Linked DNA regions of Mus musculus: all the other regions are linked to region 1. Evidence: chromatin contacts called from public HiChIP or PLAC-seq and promoter capture Hi-C data. All regions are on one chromosome and are shown on one strand. The core of a region is the stretch at or near the end of the contact, and the rest is flanking DNA. Distances in the headings are between cores, read along the strand shown.

Region 1 (3,366 bases), core at 220-2,719:
CCACTCCATATCCAGACAGACCTCGGTGAGGCCTCCAGCACTCCTGCTCCATTTCTGCAGGCGAGGGTGGGGCTCACTGATAATAAGTTTTTCAAAGGAGAAAAACCTAAGCAGGCTCTGTATGCCGATATCTGAGCTTAAAAGTAGAGACCACCACTGTGGAAGCCACCAGCAAATGAGACAGAAAACATTTACGAAACCCTAATTTCATACAGCCTTCATACAGCCGCCACAAGAACATGCGTCACCGCCACTATTTTTCGACTACAACATTCAAAAACACCCACCCCAATTAGTTAACATAGTAACTGAGCCTTATAAAACACATATAAACATATACATGCAACCTCACGAGGTGTAATTTACAAAATGATTGCAAGCAGAGACAACAGGGCCACTTCCAAGTCAAATCAGAGGCCTCTCTCCTAAGTGTTTCAAACAGACGCCTCTGGGGGCTGCTTAAAACCAGCTGGGTCCAGCCCCACCCCAGCTCCGGTCAGTGACAGGTCTCTCTGGCACCCCCCCCCCCTCCAGTCCTGGCCGACTGAGTCGCAGATCCTCTAAGCCCTTAACTTCCCTTCCCTCCCAGCAAGGACTGAGCAAGGCCACCCCCCGCCCCCCATGCCCCAACACACACACACACACACACACACACACACACACACACACACACACTTGTGAGTCGTCTGAGAGTCACAGGTCTCGCAGTCACCCTAAAGCTGTCAGGTTCTCCAGCTTCTGGGCCCCACCCCTCCAGTCTCCTTGCAAAGCCCTGGCCAGCCCCGAGGCCACAAGAGAGATAACACCAGAGACTCCCAGCGTCTTGTCACTGTCAGGTTCCCTGCAAGCCCCTAGTCCTAGTCTCTGCAGCCCTGGCAAGTACTGTAGCTCCCTTACGGGTCTCTGAAGCCCCCGGCCTTTCTGTCAGTCCCCCCAGCCTCTGGCGGGTCCCCCTGCAGCCCTGGCGTGTCCCCCGACCGTCCTGTGAGTCCCCGAGACCCTTGTCTTCCTGCCAGTGTCAAGTTCCCCAAGCGCCTGCCGGTCGGGCCCTCGCCTCTACGGAGTCGCAGGCCCACTTAAGGCCGTGTCCGAGGCCCGGAGAGGGGCATCCCCCGGGCTAGGGTCGCGGGGAGCCCCCCGTCGCCATCTTCTGGGCGCCGAGACAAAGCCCAGAGGGACGCGGGCGGCGGCCGGCCACTGGCCCTTACCGAAAGATTGGAGGTTCTGGATAGTGGACATGCGACACTAGTGTGAGGCCGGTGAGAGGATAGAATTCCCGCGGGGCCCGCCCGGATCACCGTGTCAGGAGGCTGCAGCGGCGAGAAACGGAAATCAATGAAGCGGCGGAAGCCCGGGGCGCAGGAAGACGCGGAGGCGGCGGTGGGGCGCGAGCAGGGAGGCGGCGCTGCGGCTTCTCGCACAAAATGGCCGGCGCCGCGTATTTAGCCCCGCGCGCCGCCGCCACGTGACCGTCCGCACGCACCGCGCGTCCGCCCCGGAGCGCCGAGCCGGGGGCCAGCGAGGAGCGGGCGGGAGCCCACTGCGGGCAGCCGCGGTCCGTCCCGCCCGAGGCGCCGGGCGGAGGCGCTTCCGGGTGCAACGGCGAGAAACGTGCCCCCGGGGGTCTGGACTTGCAACCAGCGGGGACCGCGCTCTGCGCCTCCGCCGCCCTCCCCAGCCCCCAGGGTTCCCGAGACCCCTGAGTTCCTTGCAGAACCCTTGTGGGTGCCACCTGGGAATTCTCCCTTCCTCCAAGCCCCGGGATTCCGATGCTGCAGTCTCTACTAAGCTTAACCTGTTTGTCTCAGGTGTCACGACCTAGCCTCTAGCAGAGTCAGGTGTGCGTGGAGAGAACGCGCTACCATCCCGCCCGAGCTCTCCTCTGCGGAGCCTCCTAAGGTCGGATGCAAGTCCCGTGCAGGATGGGTGTCTGGTGGTTGCTAGGTGAGTGTGAGCGAGCAGATGAAGTAACTGTAAAGAGTAACCGTGCACAACCATCAGTGGACAGTGGAGAACCGTCTTAACCTATGTAAACCACCTATGCAGGTGGTTGGCTTTCTAGACCAAAGCAGTAGACTAAAAATTTGGAATTCTTAACCTTTTTGTAGGTCAAACCTGTTGCCTTCGTGTTGAAATAGTATTGGAGGCCTGATGCAAGACATTAGAAGCCATAGATAGCATACATACTATGTTTCTGTCTAGCAATCCATTCAACAAGATGTAGCAGTAGGTCCAATCGCTACTACAATTTCCTTTTTAAAAAGATTTTATTTTTATGTGGTTGGGTGTATGTACCATAGAGGCCAGAAGAGGGTGTCATATCCCCTGGAACTGGAATAACAGCTGGTTATGAGACCATGGGAACAGAACCCAGGTCTTGTGTAAGAGCAGCAACTCCTGGGAAGTCTCTCGAAGTCCATTACTGTAGTTTAAAAAAGGAAATGAATATCTGGAGTGTAGTGCTCATGTTTCAGTGACTTCTATTGTACAAAGTGGCCGCTCCTAATGTTTCTATGCATGGCCTGTTGCTTTAGGGTTGTAAAAATGAATACACTTGTATGCCCCTACATCCACCAGTCAGGTTTCAGGCACACTACTTACTCAGTTTTATTCTTATACCATGGTTTGAAAAACTCTAGCTTACGAATATTTGAATTAATAGTCTTGAGCATCTTCCACCTTCATGTAGGTCCTGGAGCAGGAACTCAGGTTGTCAGGCCATCAGCAAGCCTGAGCCACCTCACCAGTCCTTGAGAAGTTTTTAATAAATTATATAAATTTTCTGCCTGAAATATTAACACTATTTTCTAAGTAACTTAAAGAAGTCTACAAAGTAGTATAAGAAGCACAGACTACACAAAACATACGGTATAAATTACCACTCTACTACATGGTATGTTTCCCCCCTTTTCTTACTAGATATACCTTACCACTGGGTATTACGTGGTTTCTCAGATGGAGCCTAGGATGAGTGAGCCAGAGAAGAAAACTAAAACAGAAAAACCTTGAAGTTTCCCTGAAGACTGGAGCTGGAGCAATGGCATAGTCTAGCTGTTCTTTCAGAGGACTGCTGCAGGCCCCAGCTCTCAGGAGAAAGCAGCTCTCAACTGCCTACAACTCCAACTCCAGGAGGTCGGATGCCCTTTTATGGATTCTGTGGGTACCTGCACTCAGGTGGACATCACTCACATTGCAGACACACACCCCGAAAATTTCAAGGTCTCACTGTCACTATACCTGTTAGTAGAACGTATCCCTCCATTTAGAAGTAAGGCTTACATCAGAAGTACCCAAGAAAGCTACAAAAGTTTTAGCCAAGCAAATAAAAAAAAACTGGTTAAAGGCTCTTCTGTGTCTGCCCTCATG
Region 2 (3,309 bases), core at 589-3,088, 1.2 Mb before region 1:
CCAGAGAGAGGAGAGCAGGGGCTGGGGTCCCCTCCAGTCCAGAGAGAGAAGAGCAGGGGCTGGGGTCCCCTCCAGTCCAGGGAGAGAAGAGCAGGGGCTGGGATCCCCCTCCAGTCCAGGGAGAGAAGAGCAGGGGCTGGGGTCCCCCTCCATTCCAGGGAGAGGAGAGCAGGGGCTGGGGTCCCCCTCCAGTCCAGGCTAAGTCCCTTCCCCTCATTTTGTGGACCAAGAGGGCAGCCGAGGCTGGGAGGCTAGTGGAACTGAAGATGGGGTTGGAGTGGAAAGATCAGAGGCAACCAGGGAAGGCTCCCTGGAGGAGGAGCTAGAGTTGGCACCTCCAAATAAGAAGTAGGAAGATGGAATTGGAGGGACTGGGCTCAATCTGTTTCTAGATGGATGGTACCTGGGGCCAGAGGCCTCCAGTGGTCCAAAAACCCCTGGCTTATCCAAAATGGAGTAGCCAGGACACAGAGTTGGGGAAGTTGGAGGGCTGCTAGTGTGGTCTGTGACACTGAGGGCCAGAGTCTGATGAAGCTTGGAGTGTGGGGAGGGGCTGTAAACAGGAGGAAGGGGGCAACACTGTCCAATTCTCAGAGAGCAGCACCTTCTCCGGAAGGGGTTGGGGGGGTGGTGAGATTTTCCAGAGCAGGGTGTGCCAGACACCAGCTAGGAGGAAACAGATTCATGTCCTGATCCCTGCCCTGGGAAAGGTTGTGATTAGGGAGGGACCACGGGATAGACTGCACTAAGGTGACCGACCAAGATTCCCCACTTCCTCCAGGCAGCCCACTTGTTCCAGACCAGAATCCACTAAGGAAAAGACAATCTTGAAGCAACAGCTCCACAGACCTAGAGCAAGGGAAGGGAAGATCACCTCTGTCCAAGTGTGGCTGGCAGGGACAGGTGTGGCTCCTGTGGCCTCATTTTGCCCTTCTGTAAAATGGGTTTAGGGGGTCTCTGAGTCTTGAGGTCTTTCTTAGTCTCAGAGGAGGTGACCAGGTGTCTGCCCCATGACCCTGGTGAGTCTGTCACAGCCACAGGAGCACACCCACACACATGTCTGTGTGGGAGGAAGCCGAGGTCTAAGGTAGAGCAAGCCCCCCTGCTTTTCCCAATACATGCTTTTACCTGCCCACCATCAGCCTATAGTTAGAGGATAAAGAGCACAGAATGAAATTCTCACCAGATCCCAAGGACCCCTCCCCAGGGTACAGGCACTAAGGTCTGATGCTGTGCTGTCTTCATCGCACAAGTTCTCAAAATACCCAGAGAGGCTTCCAGACACAGCCTCCTTCCCACCCGACAGTCTACAGGATCTCCCATCTCACTCGATCGTGCCACCCACAGTTCTCCTCCCCACGTACCCCCACAGGCACTCATCGCAAGGCAAGTCTGGGGCTCCCTCTCGCCCCCAACCTCTTCATCGCTGATTGGGATCACTTCGCGGTGAGCGCTCTAAGATGAGCTAAGAGGGACCCGCCGCTACCGAGCTCCCACGCCTCTGGGCTACAGAAGAGAGAAGACGAGAACCGCGCTCCTGCTGCCCCCCGATGGCCAGATGGTCCCGGATACGCTGCCCCCGCAGTTCCCCCATCCGTGGGATCTGGGTGGAGGGGCACACACTCACCGCGGGTCCGAGGGCGCAGGCGAGGGCTCCTGCCAGCACGCAGAGCCAGCGGGCAGGCGGTAGGCTCGGAGGGCGCATGGTCCGCCCTGAGCCCGCGGCAGGCAGCCGAGAGCGCCTACGGGGTCTGTGGCTAACGCAGCGCGGGAGAGTGGCGCGGGCCAGCGGCCCGGGCGCTATGAGGCACAGCTCCAGGCTAGGGGAGGGCGGCGGGGGCTCGTCTGACGGGCGGCGGGGTTAGCCAATGGCACGGCGGAGGCGGTACCTCGGCGCAGGTAGGGGGCGGAGCCGGGGCCCCCGGGGGCGTGAGCACAGAGTCCCGCTAGAGGTGCGCGTCGTCGGGAGCTGCTAGCTAGCGAGCATCCTCTCGGCTCTCCGATGCGGGGACGCTGGGCTCAACACCGCCCAGTGTTCCCCGCGCCCGCACCTTTCTCTCTCAACCCCGGCTGCGCCCTCGGCCCCTGGCAGTGAGCTCCTCCAGTCTTCGGCTCCAGGGAGTTTAGCTGCCGGCTCCCCGGTTTCCACGTCGGCTTGCAGCCCAAATTCTTGGACTAGAAGGGCCACAGCTTTCCAGGGCTGAAGGCTGGCCTCCGATGGGGTCCAGCGGATCACGCTGTTGGAACCATCTGCGACAAGGGAGAAGCCGAGGGGGCGCAGCCGGGGTCGGGGAGTCCCAACTGGGGGTTCCTCTTGGCCGCCCAGGGCAGGGTGCACTCAGAGCTGGACACGACTTGGCCGGCGCAGCTCGTGAGGGACGAGAAGTCAATGTTCCAGCGCCCCCGCGCGGGGACCAAAGCCTGTACCCTTTCTTGGGCCCAGGCTGCCCACAGACCGGTCTTCCCGGAGTCCCCAGGGACTAGGATCAGGGTGCCAGTGTCCCGCGCTGTGTCTCCAAGATCGGGCGGGCCGGTAGCGGGTGATCTGAGGCTGCTCTCCCTCCGAAGCTTGTCTTTAGGGCTCGGATTATTCGGTGCTAGCGTGGGGCGCGGGGTTACCGACTCAGAGCCCTTCGCGCTACGTCTTAGGGAACCCGTGCAGATGACTTTCCAAGAGCTCGAGTGATCATGGTGAGAAGGTGATGTGGGGGGCTGATGGCGCGGTGGGATAGAAGGTGGGAGGAGGGGCGGAGTTGCAGAGGGCCGCGTGTCCCTGCGCGAAGTAGGGTGTGCGATCCATTTGAAGGAAGTCGCTCTCCGGGCGCTTTCTGGCCAGCAGGAGCGCGGGAATTTCCCGAGGATTCTCCAGCCTTCCCAACCTGCAACGTGGGAAACTAACGCTGTGGGCGTGGCCTTGAGGTCGGTTACAGAAAAGTCTGGAAGCAAACCCCTGGCCTTCCTCCTTCCTCTCCTTCCTAGTCTACCGCACTTCCCTTGTTCTCTCTCCCCCTGAGCCTGAGCCTGAGCCTGAGCCAGGCCTCTACTACGCACCAGGGCATAGGAGGTAAGAGGCACTCCCTGCAATTTCTGCTTCCGGATAGAGAATGGGCTAGTTGTCACAGGCCTTTCTCCAGTTATGGGGTGTCAGAAGAGGGAGCTGTTTAGTAGTTGCCATTCAGTGCTTCAGGGCTAGGATTTCGGGAGTCACTGTGAGCAGGAATAGGGGTTTGCCTCGCTTGTGACCATGGGCACACTCCTCTTAGGCCTTAGGCCTCTTAACCGGGCAGTGAGGTCTTACCAGCTCTTGAG
Region 3 (3,156 bases), core at 201-2,700, 1.2 Mb before region 1:
AATCCTCAATCTTGAAAGCCACTGCCCTTTTCTGTCCCCAGGGAAAGGTAGGAAGGGGGACTTCTATCTCCAGAAGACGTGGGGAAAAGATGGTGCAGAACTGCCGGGAAGGAAAGAGGGAACTCCGACACAGGCCACCCTGTCTCATGACCTGGAACATCTTGAGGGGGGAACTGAAAACCAATAAAGAGGAGTATTGCCCCCTCCCCACCCCATCCCCCGCTCCCCATCAAAACAAGAGCCCCTCCTCCAGCCCAGCAGCCTCCAGGGACAAAGGAAGCTACAGATTGAATAGAAGAGGATTTGAGTGAAGGTAAGTTTGGTGCACCACAGAAAGCCTAGCTCTTGGGAAGCTGGGCATGATGATTCAAGGTCAAGGCTAACCTTGGCTGCCTAGTCAGATCCCCTTTCCAAAAAGTTCATATTAAGATTTTGTAAATGGTGGGAGGAGGCAGCTCAGTTGGTAGACATGTTTGCCTAGCATGCCTGAAGCCCTGAGTTTGATTCCCACCACAGCATACACAGGGCGTGGTGGTGCACACCTGTTATATTAGTTAGCACCCTGGAGATAGAAGCAGGAGGTTCAAGGTCGACCTCATACGTAGTGAGTTCAAGGCCAGCCTGGGTTACATAAGATCTTTCTGATCCCCACCCCCCGTCCCCTTAAAAAGAGAGAAAAGGAGGAAAAGCCTGGCTCCATGAACATCATCTGGCCCATCAGCCCCCAGAGGAGCCCCAGAGGAGCCCCAGAGGCCTGGAGCCTCCAGACAGCCACAGCGCATGAGCAAACTGGGTCTTGTAGGTTCATGCAGGAGCTACCTGGTGCATGGTGGGGTCCACTCTAGAAGCTGTGGTAAAACAGCTCACACCTGGTTATAGAAAGAGGCAAGGCCGAGACTGAGGGGAACTGGAGTTCCCCAGAGGAGGTGGCTCAGCCAGAGCCTGTCAAAAGAACAGGCTGTGATTAATGGCCACAATTTGGGGGGGGGGTTGCTTTTTTTTTTTTTTTTTTTTGAGACAGGGTTTCTCTGTGTAGCCCTGGCTGTCCTGGAACTCACTCTGTATGTAGACCAGGCTGGCCTCGAACTCAGAAATCCGCCTGCCTCTGCCTCCCAGGGGCTGGGATTAAAGGCGTGCGCCACCACTGCCCTGCTTACGGCCACAATCTTGTATACAAAGGCTGGTGAATGCCCTCAAAGACCCCTTACTCAGTGCCAGGTTCTTTTCTGTTTAGACAGACACCTCAACGGGCTCTGCCTCGTGTCCACCTACCCACCTCTTCCTTCAGTTTCCACAGCAATGCCATGTGGAGAGCATCAGGCGCCAGGAGGGACCCGCCAGCCTCTTGTGCAGGCGGTGCTCGCTTGACCATGAACTGTCCTCCAGAGCCTTGTGCATTTGAGCACTTTGTCCCCAGCTGATGACACTGTTTGGAAGGTGTTTAAGAAGTAGGGCCTCTTGGGAGGAAGTGGGTCACAGGGGGTGACACTTGTGGGTTGAAACCTTGCACCACTTCCTGTCATCTCTTTGCTTCCTCGTGATTAACAACCAACTGCCTCCCGCTCCAGTCCTCATGCCTTCCCGGATGTGATAAACTCTATTTCTTATTTTAAAAATATATTTTTTAAAAGATTTATTTATTTTTATTTATATGAGTACACTGTTGCTGTCTTCAGACACACCAGAAGAGGACATTGGATCCCATTTCAGATGGTTGTGAGCCACCATGTGGTTGCTGGGGATTGAACTCAGGACCTCTGGAAGAGCAGTCAGTGCTCTTAACCTCTGAGCCATCTCTCCAGCCCCTTAAAAATATTTTTACGTGATTTAGTTATGTATATGTGTGTCTAAGTGAATCCCACGTGTGCGTAGATACCTGCGGAGACCAGAAAAGGGCATCAAATCTCCTTAGAACTGGACTTACAGGCAGCTGTGAGCAGCCTGTGTGAGTGCTGGGGACTGAACGCAGGACCTCTTCTGAGCAAGTGTTCTTAACTGCTGAGCTGTCTGTCTCTCCAGCCTCCTCTCCTCCCTTCTAAAACATCAAGCCAGGCTCTCTCCCTCGTTAAGTTACTTTGGTCATCTGTTTTACTGCAGCAACAGTGGAGTAATTAATCGAACCTTGGGCAACGGCAAAGACAGTCATGGCTGACACTTCTTTTCTGCCCCTCAGGCATGCTCTGCCAGCTCCTCAGAATCCCAGTCGCTCTATGGGTGGCCGGCTCCGTTAGTCTTTCTCCACTTCCAACCTTCGCTCCTGCTTCCTGGCCATAGACCTTCCTCACTTCCCTGTGGAGTATGTGTACTGTAAAGCCACCACACTGCGGCATCCTGCCTTTTCTCCAGACCCCTCTGTGGTCCTGTGTGCGGTCAGGTCTGGAAGGCTCCAGGAACGCCTCCCAGATTCTGCATCCTGGATTCTCCTAGAGAGAAGCTTTGGCGATGACTGGATGGCCCCAGGAAGGGGAAGACAGTTCTTGCTGCTGTATGGTGGCCACTGGCAGGCTCTGGCTGGTCACAGAGCTTTCTTGCTACTAGTTTAATAGATGAGCAACAGGGAAATTGGAAGGGATTTTCTGGGGTTGGGGGCGCCGTCCACAAGTCTAGAAGTGTTCCCTGACCTGCCCCCAACCATTGCCTCTCATTCTGCATAAAATGCCCAAAGCCTGTCCCCGCCCTGAGCCATGGCTGGCTCCGTGTCTTCAGCTCTAAGGCACATAAACCAAGCAACTCAAGTGAAGGCAGCCAAAGACCACACATGTCCCCAGAGAGCCACAAAAGGAGACCGAGCTAGATTTAAAAAATGAATCAACTTGCTTTATGGAAGCTTGTCTGTCCTAGTTTGCTTTCTGTGGTTGTGACAAAACACTTTACCCAAATCAAATCAACACTTTAAAATGTATCACTGAGGGAATCGGAGGCAGGAACTGAAACAGAGACCATGGAGGAATGATGTCACTGGCTTGCTCCTGCCTCTGCTCAGCTAGCTTCTGTACACAACCTAGGCCCACAGGCCCAGGGGTGACCATGGGTGGACTAGATCCTCCTCCATCAAAACAATGCCCCCACAGGCATGCATGCTCGACGGCAATCTGATGGAGGCAGTTCTAATCTGATGGAGGCAGCTCCAATCTGATGGAGGCAGTTTCTCAGTTG
Region 4 (3,006 bases), core at 412-2,911, 1.3 Mb before region 1:
CTCTCTCCTGTCAGCAGTGGGTGGGCCAGACAGAGAGCATGGACTCTGAGCTCCCTTGTCATTCTGCTAAAGGAGAAGCTGCGGGTGAGCCCCAAGGAGCTTCGAACCTGTGCCCTCGGCCAGCAGCCCAAGACATGCCCACTCTTTGCCCTCCGCTCCACCAACAGACGTTGCCTTCCTGAAGCTCCCTCCACCCCTCACACCCCCACCAGCCACCCATTCTTGAATCTATCCCAGAACTGCTGGGCCGTCCAGCAGGGACGTGGCACGGGGCCCCGCCCATCCCTCTCTGACTCACTCTGATTCATTTTCTGGGACCAATTCCTCTTTCTTAGAGAAACTGAGGCCCAGAGAGGCTTTACTCATGGAGCTGTGGCCATCCTGCCACTCCAGCACCCTTCCCTTCTGCCTGGTACACTTCAGACAGGCAGTTGGAGAGTCCTGGAAGTGAGGTGGGTGGAAGCATGAGGTGTGAGAACCACCTAAGCATCCAGACACAGTCACCACACCCTCTGGTCCTGCCTCCTTCCCAGTCATTGCACCTGCAGGTCCTGGTGTCTGTACTACTGGGGGGTGGACGGTGGCAGGGAAAGGCCCCCCCATGGCACCACTTATTCCAGGCTTGGGGTCCCCGTTTTTCCCTTTACAAAGCTTCCCCAGGGACCTCCTGCTTGGGCAGGGCCACTTGAGCCTGGCAGAAACCCAGGCATCCCTAAAGTCACATTGCAGCCTCCCCAGCCATGGACCAGAGATGCTGCCAGCCAGTGGCAGGGCCCCTTCCGGATCAGTGCCCACCAGCTGTGTAGCCTCTGGCCAGATGCTTCCGGCTCCTTGAAGCTGAGGAGGCTTCTCAACACCTGGGTACACCAGCTGCATCGCAGCCCTCCCCCAGAGGGACACCTGCAGAGGCCACCAAGCTTTTGCCTCCCAAAGGCCATCTGGTGAAACCCCGGCGGCAGGGGTACAGGCTCATGACTTCTGGATGCTTTCTTTGGAGAGGCCTGGGAAACAGGCTCAGAGACGGCAGGGGACCGGCCCAAGGTCACACAGGAGTTTCCACTCCAGCTGTGGGCGCCCCCCGCCTATGGAGCGATCCATCCTAGTCTCCGGCAGAGCGGCTGCAGCGCCCACGTGGCCCAAGGCCCGGGCGGGAATCCGACTCCCCCTTTTCCCCCCATTACCAGCCCCGGGGCGGCGCCGTCCGGACGCAGAGAAGCTCCCCCCTCCGCCCGTGCGCAGCAAGACCTCGGCCTTTCGCGTTTGCACCCCCCACCCCAGGAATTTCACCCCTGAGCCGCGCCGCCGCGCCGCACTCTGGGCCCTGCACACCGGACAGATAGGGTCGAGGACCCCGGGGGAGGGGCCAGGTCTTCCAGACCCTGCACCGGGTCCCAAGGGGCCGTGCGCTCTGAAAGGAGGCGCTCGCAGGTGGGCGGATAAGCGGGGGGACAGGCAGGGCCCTGCGTACCATGGTGCCGCGGCGCTGGGAGCTCACAGGGCCCCGCAGGATCGCGCTGCCCCCGAGGGCCGGGCCCGGGCCGCTCCATGAAGCGCCGCGCTGGGGGCCGCCCCTGCGCAGGGCCCCGCGACCATGGCCCCGGGGGCGCGGCCGGCCGGGCGGGCGGAGGCGCAGGGCCGCGGCAAGTCCCGGCCGAGCAGCTGCGGCCCGGGAGCCTCGGGCGCGGCGGGCGGGGGGCGCGGGGCGCCGATTGGAGCCCGCGCGTCAGCTGGGGCCGCCGTCTGGACGCTTAAAGGGCCAGGCCGCCCTGCGTGCTGGCTGGGGGCGCGGACGCGCGCCGTCTCGATGCAGCTGCCCTCGGGAGAGCCTCGGGGTCCCCGGACCGACCCGGCTGGTGACGTGGGAGCGTTTGGACCGCTCGATCCCACCCTCCCGCGCGAAGTCCCTCTCTGCCCTTCTTTGCTGGGAAGTTCGTCCGGGAGTCTAACCCGGGTGTCCTCCCGCTGCTCTGCATGGGCGGGGCCAGGGTAGGCGTGAGGTCGCTGAGCAGAGCGCGCCGCCCCCCGACCCACCTGCTCCCCTGAGCCAGGCGACTCTGATGGACCCGTACCCCAGCCGCGCTCATCTCCCGCCCCCTGTGACTCCGGCTGCTCCGACTTGGGGGTGAGTCTGGGGTCTGTAGCTGCTCCGGCCTCCCACGCGTTTTGCTCTGAGTCTCCCGAACCTACCTGGGGGCCTCTGGCTGCAGAACCTCCGAGCAACCGCCGCAACGACGGAAGCCTTTCAGATGACCTACCTGGAACAGCCGGGTGGGGGCCAGAGGCCCAGGCCCGGCCGAGGGGCCCTCCGCGCAGCCTCGGCGCTGGGAAGATGCAGCTCGGCTTGCGGAACGCTGCTCTGGCACCGGCTCCGTGGGGGCAGGGGGCTGGCTGTGCTGGCAGGAGGCTGCGAAGGAACGCTGCCAGGCCGAGCGACAGCAGGGCGGGACTACGGACTACCACCGTGGTCTCTCCTTCGGACGCCCCGCACCCCTACCCACTGTTCAGCCTAGTCACTCTCCCAACACTGCTCCAGCCGGGCCATTCCACTCCAGCCATAGCAGTCTCCTTGGGTGTGCGCCTTCCTCATGGTGTGCTGTAGCTCTTTCTCTGGAGCCAAGCAGGTGTCATCAAATAGTCGAAGGTCTGTCCCCTCAGAATGCAAGGATCTCTCACTGGACATGGGCTGACTACCCCTGAGCAAGGAAGCTGAGTAGGTGAAGAAAGGTAGGGACAGTGAGGAGAGCCCCTTCCTTCACATGCGCAGGGCATGCCCCTACCTGGGTTCCCGAATCTGAGGCTCTAGGCTGAAGCTGTGAACCTGTCAATTACCGATGATGTCTCCTACACTTCCCAAAACCCAAGTTTCTCGTCTGACCCAGTTGATTGCTGCACTGACCTGGGAGGTGGGAAGGGCAGGGCTGTCTACCTACTGGGTGGACAAGGAGAGTCCCGCAGAGAGAGAAAACATGTAGACGCTGTGCTGGGAGGTTGGAAGAAGCTGGTACT
Region 5 (3,255 bases), core at 154-2,653, 1.8 Mb before region 1:
GAACTTGAAGCAAAGACTACAGAAGAATACTGCTGCTTACTGCCTGCTCTTTTAAACAGCCAGGTTCCACCCTCTTAGGATGGTACCACCCATAGTGTGCTGGGCCCTCCCACATCATCAAGAGAATGCTCCTCCCTACCCCCCCTCCCCCCCAACACACAAGCTCAAAGGCCAGTCTGATGGAGGCTGTTCCTTAATGTGATTTCCTCTCAGGCAACTATTGGTGTGTCAGGTTCACAAAAACTAAGTGGCATGGCACCATGACTCAGGCTCACATCTTGTACTTTGCTTTGAGATGGAGATTCACTACATTGCTCAGGCTGGTCTCTAGTTCCTCAGTTCAAGTGATCTTCCAGCCTCAGTCTGCTGAGTATCTGAGACTACAAAAGTGTGGGCCACCAACACAGCTTAACTAAATTTTGTTAATTCAGCTGTGATAAGATTACTCCCAAGAGGGCTGGGATAATCTCTTCCCTAGGATGCACAAGGCCCTGGGTTTAATCTCCAGTATAAAGACTATCTGAGCAAAAAGGATTTAATAGATATTCCATTAAAATGATTGTTTTTCAAAAAATTTCAAACATTTCCAATCAGATACCAAAGAATGAAGTTATATGCAAGGATGAATGTAAGTTCAGGGGCTGAGAAAATTGGAACTCTCCAACTGAAACCCACAAGTCTCCTGAGTCGTCAATTGACTCTAATTGTTAAAGTTCTGAAAGATTTGCCTTGGTTTTCAGAGAGAAGAGAGCTTCAGAATTCTGCTGAAAACCAGCCAAGAATTGCTCCTTAAGGCAGAGAGGGGGCTAGGAGGACAACCTCCAAACCGGAACACCCCCAGGGGTTGGGGTGAAGGCCTTGTCCCCTGGAGGAAGGCAAAAACTGGAAGGGTGTGGAGGGTGGAGGCTAGACGGTAGAGGGTAGAGGTGGGCAGGTGTCTGGATTCTGGTCTAAGAGATTAAGAAAAGGAAAGCGTAAGGAGCCTTATCCTTTCCCTTCCATTCCCTACCCAGCAAAGCCAAGACCCAGCCCGCACCCATACCACCACGAGGACCGCTAGCGAGGCCCCACCCCTCCGGATGAGGCTCCCTTTCTGCCGTGAGTGACAGCAACCCAAGCCCCACCCCACTCGCCACAGCCCCGCCTTTAACATGTCTCTCTACAACGACAGCTGATGAGGCCACGCCCATGCAGCACCACCACATCCCACCAAAATGAGAACCTTCATGGCCCCGCCCCTTCCGTCGCGGCCCCACCCCTCTCCCGAGGGTCAGCCAGTGAAGCTTCACTCTGACACCTCCGCCCCCCTTCCTCGGGACTTACAACTGTTAAGGCACCGCCCCTTTCACGGTGATCCCGCCCCCCACGCCGAGTGACAGCCGGAAGGCCCCGCCCCTCCCGGTCGTTGACGCCTCCTGTCGGCCAAGGCGCCACGCCCCGGTCGTGTATCCAGTCCGCCTTAGCGCCGCGGGCCTGGTTCTCCCCGCTCCCGCGGTCCCCGAGGACGCCGCGTGGGCGGCCGGTGAGTGGGGAGGGGCGCAGTCCGTGTGGTGGGCCCGCTGGGGATGCTCCCCCCCCGCGACAGGGAAAGAGCCACGGAAGCACTGGTCAGGGCTGGAGATCCGCAAGGGTGTGAAAGCCGGCGGAGGCAGGGGGATGTCGGCCGGCTCTGGATTTGCGTCAGGCCTGGAGCAGGGCCGTCTCTGACTGACCATGGGATCCCGGGGTGTCGGGCTGCTCTGATTGACACTTCGGGGAAGGTGCCCGGTAGCCTTGATTGTGTCACACCTCGCGGTCTCTCTAGGGTTGTGAACAGATCCGGTCTGAGGTTTCTGACCGGGCCCATTGTGCGCTTTCCGTGATAGGTGTCGCATGACTCCAGTGAAGGGTGCAGAGCCCTGTCCCTACCCGAAACCCTGTTTGTTCTTTCCCATAGCTGAGGCGGTGCGTAGACGGTCTGACTGAAGTCTCTTCAAGTTTGTTCCCACTCCACAGTTGAATCGCAATCCCTTAAACCCTGATGTTGTAATCGAATCCCGGCAGTTTTAAAAGTTTCAGGTGCACTGTGAGTGGCCTGGTTTCCATTTAAAGTCACAGTAACCTTAGAGGACTAGATATTTCTAAGGACTCTTTCTGTCTTTAAACAATTTTAAATGCAACCGTGCATCCCTTAACCAGGGTAAACTGGGAGGGAGATGCTTGCTGTTTACCTGGCATGAACGTCCGAGGGCACTCACACAGACAAAGAGGCTGTGACTTTACTAGGCATATAGTTTTGTTTTCTGGGGTTTTTTTGTTTTGGTTTGCTTTGGTTTGGTTTTTGGTTTTTAAAAATTTTTGTCTGTGCGTTCGTGTTATTGTGAGTGCAGGCAAACGGATACACACAGGCTTGTACAGGACAGAGGACACAGGTGTGGGCCCTTGCCTCCCACCGTGTTTGAGATAGGATGTCTTTGTGTCTTTTCATTTTTGCTGCTGTGCTGCCTGTTCCAGGCCATTCAGCCCTATGGCTTCTTAGGGTTTTACTGTCTCTGTCTCCCATATCACCTGGAGTTGGGATTACAGAAGCACTCTACTGCGTGCTGGAGTCCAAATTTAGGTCCTCTTGATGAGAAATGAGAGATGCAGAATATCAGACAGGCATAGACAAGGCCTGGTAAACTGTAACGAGTGTGCATTTGGATAGACTGTAGTGTGGTTGCGTGTGCGTGTGTGTATGAGTGTGTAAAGAGGAAAACTAGAAAGGTTGGAACACAGAAAAGAGGATAAAGTTGAGAATATAAATGCCCTGTAGGAATGCTCAGAACCCTATGACCTCTAGTAGCATTTTGTTTTTCTTCCTAATTTGTATATTTAAAAGTGTTTTTTTTTTTTTTTACATATTATTGTATGTGTGCATGTGGGTTTACACATACCATGGAATGTGTGTAGGGATCAGAGGTCAAATTCTGGGAGTCAATTCTCTCCTTTTGTGTATATAAATACACATATAATTAATGGGGTAGTATTCTAATATTAATTTGTGACTTTTTCCAACTTAACATTTTCTCATTTATCATTTTCCTTGATCACTAAATATTCACACTGAACAACCAGCTACTTCTTTCTAAAATAATAATAGTATTTCAGCTATGTGTTTAATACATGCATGCTTGGAGGTGAAGAATTAGGGCTGATCAAGGCAAGTATATTAGTAAGTGTTTAAATGCCATCTATGCTACATTGAGCTAGTCCCTCACAGTATATACATGGGTT
Region 6 (3,209 bases), core at 399-2,898, 1.9 Mb before region 1:
AGTTGAATGCAGACACCTAAAGGAGCAGGTTCCAGTTAGCTCTGCTTCTTGGTAGTGGCGGTTCCAAATGAAAATGGGAGTGGTCAGATCTACTCACAGGGGAGACTCTAGGATTATCATGACCACACTGGGGGAGCACCCAGCAAGAACCTAGCCTTCTTTCTGTTTGCATGGTTATCCAGCACTGCTCACGGGTCCTGCCAAAAATACCAGAGAGGTCTACCTCTGACTAGGGACTGTAACCAGTCTTGCCCTCAGTGACCTCCAGCCATCATCAGAGCCATGTCACTCTCACCGTTGTGCTATGGATTCCTGAGCCTCACAGTATCAAGACCAAAAGGGCCCACAAGTTAGAATTCTCAGAGCCAGAAAAATGTCCTGACAAATTTAATAGAAACCCAAGCTACCAGGTCCTAGTTGTACCACATGACACTCTGTATTTCATGTCAATATAACTAGGAAGTTCAACAACAGACCAAAACAGTGGCTCCACTTGTTAATTATCACTTAAACAAAACTTGAAGAGTGTAGTTTCTAGCATTTCAAAAATATTCCTCCCCTAACATCTTTCCAAAATACTTACTTTCACATTACCATAATCTATTTACCCTATGGTTATCTTTCCCATACAAATGTCTCCAAATAGCTGAAGTACAACTGTCAAAATAATTTATAAAGGAGATGTATAGTCCCGTCCATATAAAACAAGTAGCCTTTTGAGAATCAGTGAAATAACTTTCATAGTAATTTAATTTTTCCACCAAGCATTGTTCTACTCACAAGGGCATGACATATCAAAAACAAAAAAGAATAACTTACTATGTCTATGAAGAAGTTGGGTGTGGTGGTTCACACATGTGATCTCAGCACTGGACGGCTGAGGCAAAAGGATTGGGTCTCTGCAGAGTTGAAAAGCTACCCTGGTCTACAGATTTCCAGGCCAGCAAGGGCTACATAGAGTGACTCCGGTTTCCAAAAAAAACAAAACAACAACAACAACAACTTAAGGGCTTCCTTCCTGTTAGGCATCTGCCCTTCAACTTTCACAAAGTTTGCCAGGGCTAGTGAAGCCAGACCGCCGGGTCACGGGAGCGCACGCACGGGGCAGCGGGAGGTGGGACGCAAGCGCCCCAGGCGCACCGGCGGCGATCGGCTGTCCCGCGAGGCTCCGAGTCCGACGCCTTCTCCCACCCTGGCGACGCACGGCTCCCGGCGCGGAGTTCTGAGCTCCGCCGCGCTCGGGATCACCGGGACGGCCGTCAACAGCAGCCGCTTTCCCTCCCCGCAGCCCCGCGGCCCTGACCGGGCCTGTCTGCCCCGACGGGTCGAGAGAGCGGGCGCCCGCGCCTTCCCTCGGCTGGCCGCCCGGGGTCGCCAGAGCGCACGAGACCCACGTCGTCCCCCCCTTCCCGGGTGATCCTCACCCTCCACCGGCGTCTGCCGAGTCCACCTCCTCCTCCGCCGCCATCGCTTTCATCACCGCCGCCGCGCAAGCGCAGGGACACACCTCGAAGCCGGCTGACAGGCCGACTGGGCGGCCCCGGGCCGCGGCCGCCCTTAAGACCGCACCGCCCGCGCATGCGTCGTCCGCCCGCTGGGACGATCCGAGGGCGCGGCCGCGCCACCGCAGGCTCGGCGTCCCAGCGGCCCGGCCTCGCAGACACGCATGCGCTGCCCGCCTGTCGCGCGGAGGCGGGGGCACTGGTAAGGAAGGTCAGCCCGACGCCGCGGGAGCCTAGGTAGTCATCCGTCGGAATAATGACCATTAATGCGTCATTCCGCCCGTGTGGACTGCCCTGGACGGGGCGCTAGGCAAGCCGTAGGTAGCCTGGAGTGAGACCCCAGCCAGAAATAGCCTGAGTGGCAGAAGTGCGCATCCTGTGGTGCTGGACCCTCCAGCCCTTACTTTCAGGTGGTGGCCTCTAGGAACTTGCACTCCACCCTGCCAGACTCTAGACTCCGGAAGGCTGAGAGCTTATGTGTGGGTACTAGAATTACACACACACCACCACCATCACCACCACCACCATCATCATCCCCACAGACCACAGAAGAGAGGGGCGAGGGAGGGAGAGAGGGAGAGCACTTCCTAGAATCCATTCTAAAATGATAGAGGGCTGAGGGCTCATAAAAATATTCTCATGAGCTCGATATGGTGGTCCACACCCTTCAAAAACACTTGGGAGTCAGAGGCAAACACATTTCTGTGAGTTGGATTAGCCTGATTAGCCAGCCAGAGCTACACAGTGAGACCCTGTCTTTAAAATAAATAAATTTAAAGGGGAGAGGGCTCGAGGGATGGCTCAGTGGTTAAGAGTGCATACTGTCCTATAGAAGAGAATGGGTTTGTTTCCAGCATCCATGTGGAGCCCCACAACTGCTTGTAATTCCAGTTCCAGGGGAGCAACACCCTCTTCTGGCCTCAGAGCACCTTAATGTATATGGTGCACATACAGGCAAGGAGGCACACCCTCGAGTGGGATTATTTTAATAATTTTTTTCCTGGTTAAGGGACGTGAGCAAATGCGTGAAAGTGATAAAGAGTAAAGCTCAGTACAGGCAAATGAAAGTCAGCAGCTAGCAAGTAAGTCCAAGACTGCGCTTTAAAAATAGAATTCAGAACTATGGCACTCACTGTGATTAAACAAATAGAGGCATCCTGGTGTTGCATAAGGGATGTTTCCCTTGGCTGGGGGCAGGTTCCTCCGGTCAGGAGAAAGTGTATGAACTAGCCTAGCTCTTTGTGCTTGTGACAAGCTGCCTACAGCTGGAGCTGTGTTGTGCAGGGGCCATCTATGCATTAGTTCCTAGGTTCAATTCCCATCCTGCCCTCTACCCCACACTCCAAAAAATGAAATTCTGAGAATATGTAATAGGTTCTCTTAGTTCAGCCACACCTGGGTGGTACTGATGCCCGGAACTACTCAGGAGCCTGATGTAAGCTAACTGAGTCTCAAATAATTCTAATAAGGCCAAAATATGTGGCATTCCCCCTTTCCCAGAGATCTAACCAAGAGCAGGTGTGTGGATGTGGGTTTGAACAGAAACAGAGGCTCCCACCACCCTCTTGATTTTTTTGAAGGCAAATGGATAATGTAAATATCGTTTGTATTCCCTTCGTTACTTTAGGATTACCTCTCTCCAGTCATCAGCTCCTCAGGAAGGCCAGAGTCCTTCCTGAAGCCTACACTAATATTCTTCCCTGTATT
Region 7 (3,195 bases), core at 156-2,655, 1.6 Mb before region 1:
CCCTAGGTCTGTAAAATGGGTCAATTTTACACTGACAGCCAGAAAAATTGCTATGTATTTGATGTTCTCTGAAAGAAACTTGTCTAATTAGTATGTTTAATTAACACACATACAGAATTGTCTTCAAGAACCCAATTCCAAGAGAAATATTTAACCAGACGCTGAAGACAGATTTCTCTGAAGGGAATGGTTTTATAAATCTGGAAAACACTGTAACAAGATTAGAAATTAACAAGTTGATTACATAATCCTTGACAACCTGGGCTTCAGACTGCACCGATACGAACTGTGATAAGTTAGGGATCAATTTGGGACAGTGTCCCAATCCCTACAAAGAATCCAAACTGAGCCTTTTGACCCTGGACAGGAATCTGTTGGAAACTCAGCAGAAAGAGCTGTACACCTGTAGGTCCATCGCTTACTTCACCTTAAACCTGACAAAACACTTCAAGCATCCAGGTGGTTTCACCAAGGCTCCTAAGACTTGGAGAATACGCTCATTTAAACGGAAGGGAAAGTAAGAAACCTGACAGCCCAGAGGCCCTACAGCCTCTGACTTCTACAGTCTTAGGAACCCCGGAGAGAAATTCCCCAATGCATACACGACCCGAACTCACAGCGAAGCTCCTAGGTTGTAGCTGACCCCACTGTTTAAGAACATCACAGCTGGAGGAAGCCTAAGCTTAAAGGGCTGCCACTCTCCTGGCTCCCGAGTCCAAGCAAAAGGCAACAAGGTGTTTGTTTTTATTGCAAATGGTTCGGAAAGAAATCAACAGGCGATGTCTACGGAAAAGAACAGCGTCTCCTAACGCGAAAAAATCCGAGCAGTCCCCGGGGAGCCGCACCGCTGCCCCTTCCGCAGCCGAGCGCCCTTCTCCGTAGACAACCGCGTCCCCGAGCTATCGTGAGGCGGCGGCCGCCCGGCTCTGCAGCGGGACTCGCGGCCCACGGGGAAACTGAGGCCCGTGGATCTCGCGTCGCCCGGGGCCCGCTGCGGGCGCGGCGCGGGGCCGCGTCGACTCCCGCGCTGCCGCAATCCCGCGGCGGCCGCAAGGGCAGGGCCGGGCCGGGCTGCGCGAAGCCCGCAGGCCGGGCGAGCTCGGGGCCGGGGTGGTGCCGCGGGCCGCGTCCTCTGCGCAGGGCACCCCGGGCCGAGCGCGCAACTTACTTTCCGCCTGCGGCGGCGCCAGCCCAGCCCCGCTAAGGCGGCCGCTGAGGAGAAGCGCAGACCCGGCCCACGCTCCCGCGCCGCGCTCGCCCTACCTCAGCCGGCAGGCGGGCATCCGTCCGCAGCGGCCGCGGCGTCGACAACTCCCTCCCGGCCGCCGGAACCCCGCACCCAGGGCTAATCATAATACCGAGCGGGCGGCCGGGGGTGCGGCCGCGCTGCGCAGGCGCGGGCCTTGCGTCATCGTGACGAAAGCGATGGGGTGGGGTCTTGTGTGAGGGCGGGGCCTTGGGTCGGGCGGGGCGGGGTTAACCCGGCGCACCTGCAGGCCAGCTCAGGGTCTACTGGAGGGCGTCCTGGCCCTGGCCTGAGCACATCCTACTCTGGAAAGAATAGAGATTATGCAGAAGGAAGCGCCAGGACGATGGACAGCGGCAGCAGGCATAGCAGCTAGAGCTATAGCTTTCAGGGGATATTGGAAGAGATCTTGGGGCTGAGGGCAAGGAGCACATGCGCTTTATCCATCAATGTTCACCCTATCTCCCATCTAGCTTGAAGCAATGAGAGACAACAAAATTAATATACATATGCACGTGCATATATATATATATATATATATATATATATATATATGTGTGTGTGTGTGTGTGTGTGTGTGTGTGTGTATCATATATACACAAGCATGCATACACATATGCACATATATATATATATACATACACATTTCTTTACTTTTTCTTCTCTCTGGGAATACATTTGAAGAATTCTGTTGCTTTTGTTACCACTAAAGCAGAAAGAAGCAAAGCCCAACACCTGAATGCAGGCTTGCCTCTAGAGTCAAAAGTCACTGGCCAGGCCAGGCAGCCTCTGAGAAACAACGTGGAGAAGTACACAGCAGGCACTAACTTGGCTGTTCATGGTTCTGTTCCAAGATGACTCAGAAAGGGATGTTAGTGGTGGCAGGACAAGAGGGAGGGAACTCCCAGCTCTATCTCCTGGAAGGATAATGAGCCATGGAGACTAGTCCTCTGGGGCTCCTGAAAAGAAGCCAGGTGCCAGGTTTCTCTCCCCTACTTTTCCTTCTGTGTTCCTGCATCCACAGAAGAAGAAAAAACACACACACACAAGCAGAATGAGCTTCTTACATGTCCAAGCCTGACTCAACTGACTGGACAAAAAAATCTAAATGGCTTTTGCCATCTCTGTTGGTCAGAAAATGGCAAGTCTTCTTCCTTCCTCCCTTCATTTATTTATTTGTTTATTTATTTATTTATTTATTTATACTACAACATCCACTTCGCATGCCTGAAGATGGCTGGGAAGCAGAATGACTGGGAAGGTGGTCTCGATCTTCTGCTGAAATGTGTGCTTAGACCTTCAATTATCCTAATGCTTTAGCCCTGGGTGGCAAAGTGCACATAGGAAAACCCCAGCATTGGCCTCTGCTCACGCAGGCCCCACCTGACTTAGGATCATGAAAGGACAGTGTCATTTGACGTGGAAATGTTTTCTTTTTCTTTCTTCATGTCTCTCTTTCTTATTTTTTTACATGTGTGTGTGTGTGTGTGTGTGTGTGTGTGTGTGTATGTTCAACATCCATGTAGAAGTCAACCTGTAGAAGAGAAAGCTCTGTCTCTTTGTCTGACACCACATGGGTCCTAGGGATGGAACTCGAATTAGCAATCGAGGCAGCAGGCACCCCCACCTGCTGAGCCATCTTAGAAGCTCTGCCAGGGAGATTCTAATTTAGACACACATTGAGCAACCGCTCCTAACTAGGTCTTGCACAATCTGCTCTTTTGCTGAAAGACCTTTGCCCTCTGGGAACTGTCACTAGTCAGGGACACTGTGGCCAATGAAGGAATAAAAGCATCACTTATAATGGTCTCCCAAGGGAAGTCCAGTAGCCAAGTTTGTACCCCGAAAGAACATTCATAACATAGGACAGTGGCTACAGCACATGAGCCCTTGAAATGGGGTTTATGTTGCTATTGTGTAACTCAGACTCTGACCAAATCAATACATTG

Evidence for each region. Promoter capture Hi-C pulls out the DNA fragments that hold promoters and counts their contacts. HiChIP or PLAC-seq counts read pairs in DNA pulled down with a chosen protein or histone mark.
Region 2: a contact with region 1 is called in a promoter capture Hi-C map of hippocampal neurons, with 4 times the contacts expected there. The contact joins the promoter of Vipr1 here to the promoter of D830035M03Rik in region 1. A contact is called at or near these places in 2 of 39 promoter capture datasets (hippocampal neurons and liver), 2 of 115 datasets of contacts at active chromatin or transcription factors (kidney and large pre-B cells) and 2 of 9 other capture datasets (adipose tissue and liver).
Region 3: a contact with region 1 is called in a promoter capture Hi-C map of pre-B cells, with 6 times the contacts expected there. The contact joins the enhancer-like site here to the promoter of D830035M03Rik in region 1. A contact is called at or near these places in 4 of 39 promoter capture datasets (the C10 cell line, hippocampal neurons, pre-B cells and 1 more) and 1 of 484 Hi-C or Micro-C datasets (cardiomyocytes).
Region 4: a contact with region 1 is called in an HNF4G HiChIP or PLAC-seq map of pancreatic cancer cells. The contact joins the promoter of Zfp651 here to the promoter of D830035M03Rik in region 1. A contact is called at or near these places in 3 of 39 promoter capture datasets (cranial neural crest, liver and pre-B cells) and 1 of 115 datasets of contacts at active chromatin or transcription factors (pancreatic cancer cells).
Region 5: a promoter capture Hi-C map of pre-B cells shows a contact between it and region 1, with 3 times the contacts expected there. The contact joins the promoter of Ano10 here to the promoter of D830035M03Rik in region 1. A contact is called at or near these places in 2 of 39 promoter capture datasets (liver and pre-B cells).
Region 6: a FOXA1 HiChIP or PLAC-seq map of pancreatic cancer cells shows a contact between it and region 1. The contact joins the promoter of Abhd5 here to the promoter of D830035M03Rik in region 1. A contact is called at or near these places in 2 of 39 promoter capture datasets (both in liver) and 1 of 115 datasets of contacts at active chromatin or transcription factors (pancreatic cancer cells).
Region 7: a contact with region 1 is called in a promoter capture Hi-C map of pre-B cells, with 5 times the contacts expected there. The contact joins the promoter of Snrk here to the promoter of D830035M03Rik in region 1.

Annotation. Positions count from the first base shown.
Region 1 is chr9:120,490,684-120,494,049 of GRCm38.p6, reverse strand. It overlaps D830035M03Rik (RIKEN cDNA D830035M03 gene), which reads left to right and starts at 1,469. Exons shown (of 2, transcript NR_166642.1): 1 at 1,469-1,944; 2 at 2,920-3,366. It overlaps Eif1b (eukaryotic translation initiation factor 1B), which reads right to left and starts at 1,444. Exons shown (of 4, transcript NM_026892.3): 1 at 1,209-1,444. The coding sequence starts at 1,239.
Region 2 is chr9:121,641,245-121,644,553 of GRCm38.p6, reverse strand. It overlaps Vipr1 (vasoactive intestinal peptide receptor 1), which reads right to left and starts at 1,838. Exons shown (of 13, transcript NM_011703.4): 1 at 1,628-1,838. The coding sequence starts at 1,705. It also overlaps a transcript of Lyzl4 not described here.
Region 3 is chr9:121,673,470-121,676,625 of GRCm38.p6, reverse strand. No RefSeq gene overlaps it. Among named protein-coding and RNA genes, the nearest start is that of Sec22c, 30 kb to the left of the region's middle. Within about 2 kb of position 1,450, at least 84 of the 459 cell types and tissues checked have an H3K27ac peak or open chromatin away from gene starts, as enhancers often do. A contact at or near this core is called in pre-B cells, where this site is marked.
Region 4 is chr9:121,758,688-121,761,693 of GRCm38.p6, reverse strand. Zfp651 (zinc finger protein 651) reads right to left here and starts at 1,661. Exons shown (of 6, transcript NM_001166644.1): 1 at 1,469-1,661. The coding sequence starts at 1,471. E530011L22Rik (RIKEN cDNA E530011L22 gene) reads left to right here and starts at 1,751. Exons shown (of 1, transcript NR_033503.1): 1 at 1,751-3,006.
Region 5 is chr9:122,292,571-122,295,825 of GRCm38.p6, reverse strand. It overlaps Ano10 (anoctamin 10), which reads left to right and starts at 1,403. Exons shown (of 13, transcript NM_133979.3): 1 at 1,403-1,522.
Region 6 is chr9:122,350,055-122,353,263 of GRCm38.p6, reverse strand. It overlaps Abhd5 (abhydrolase domain containing 5), which reads right to left and starts at 1,648. Exons shown (of 7, transcript NM_026179.2): 1 at 1,425-1,648. The coding sequence starts at 1,477.
Region 7 is chr9:122,115,476-122,118,670 of GRCm38.p6, reverse strand. Snrk (SNF related kinase) reads right to left here and starts at 1,405. Exons shown (of 8, transcript NM_001357775.1): 1 at 1,264-1,405.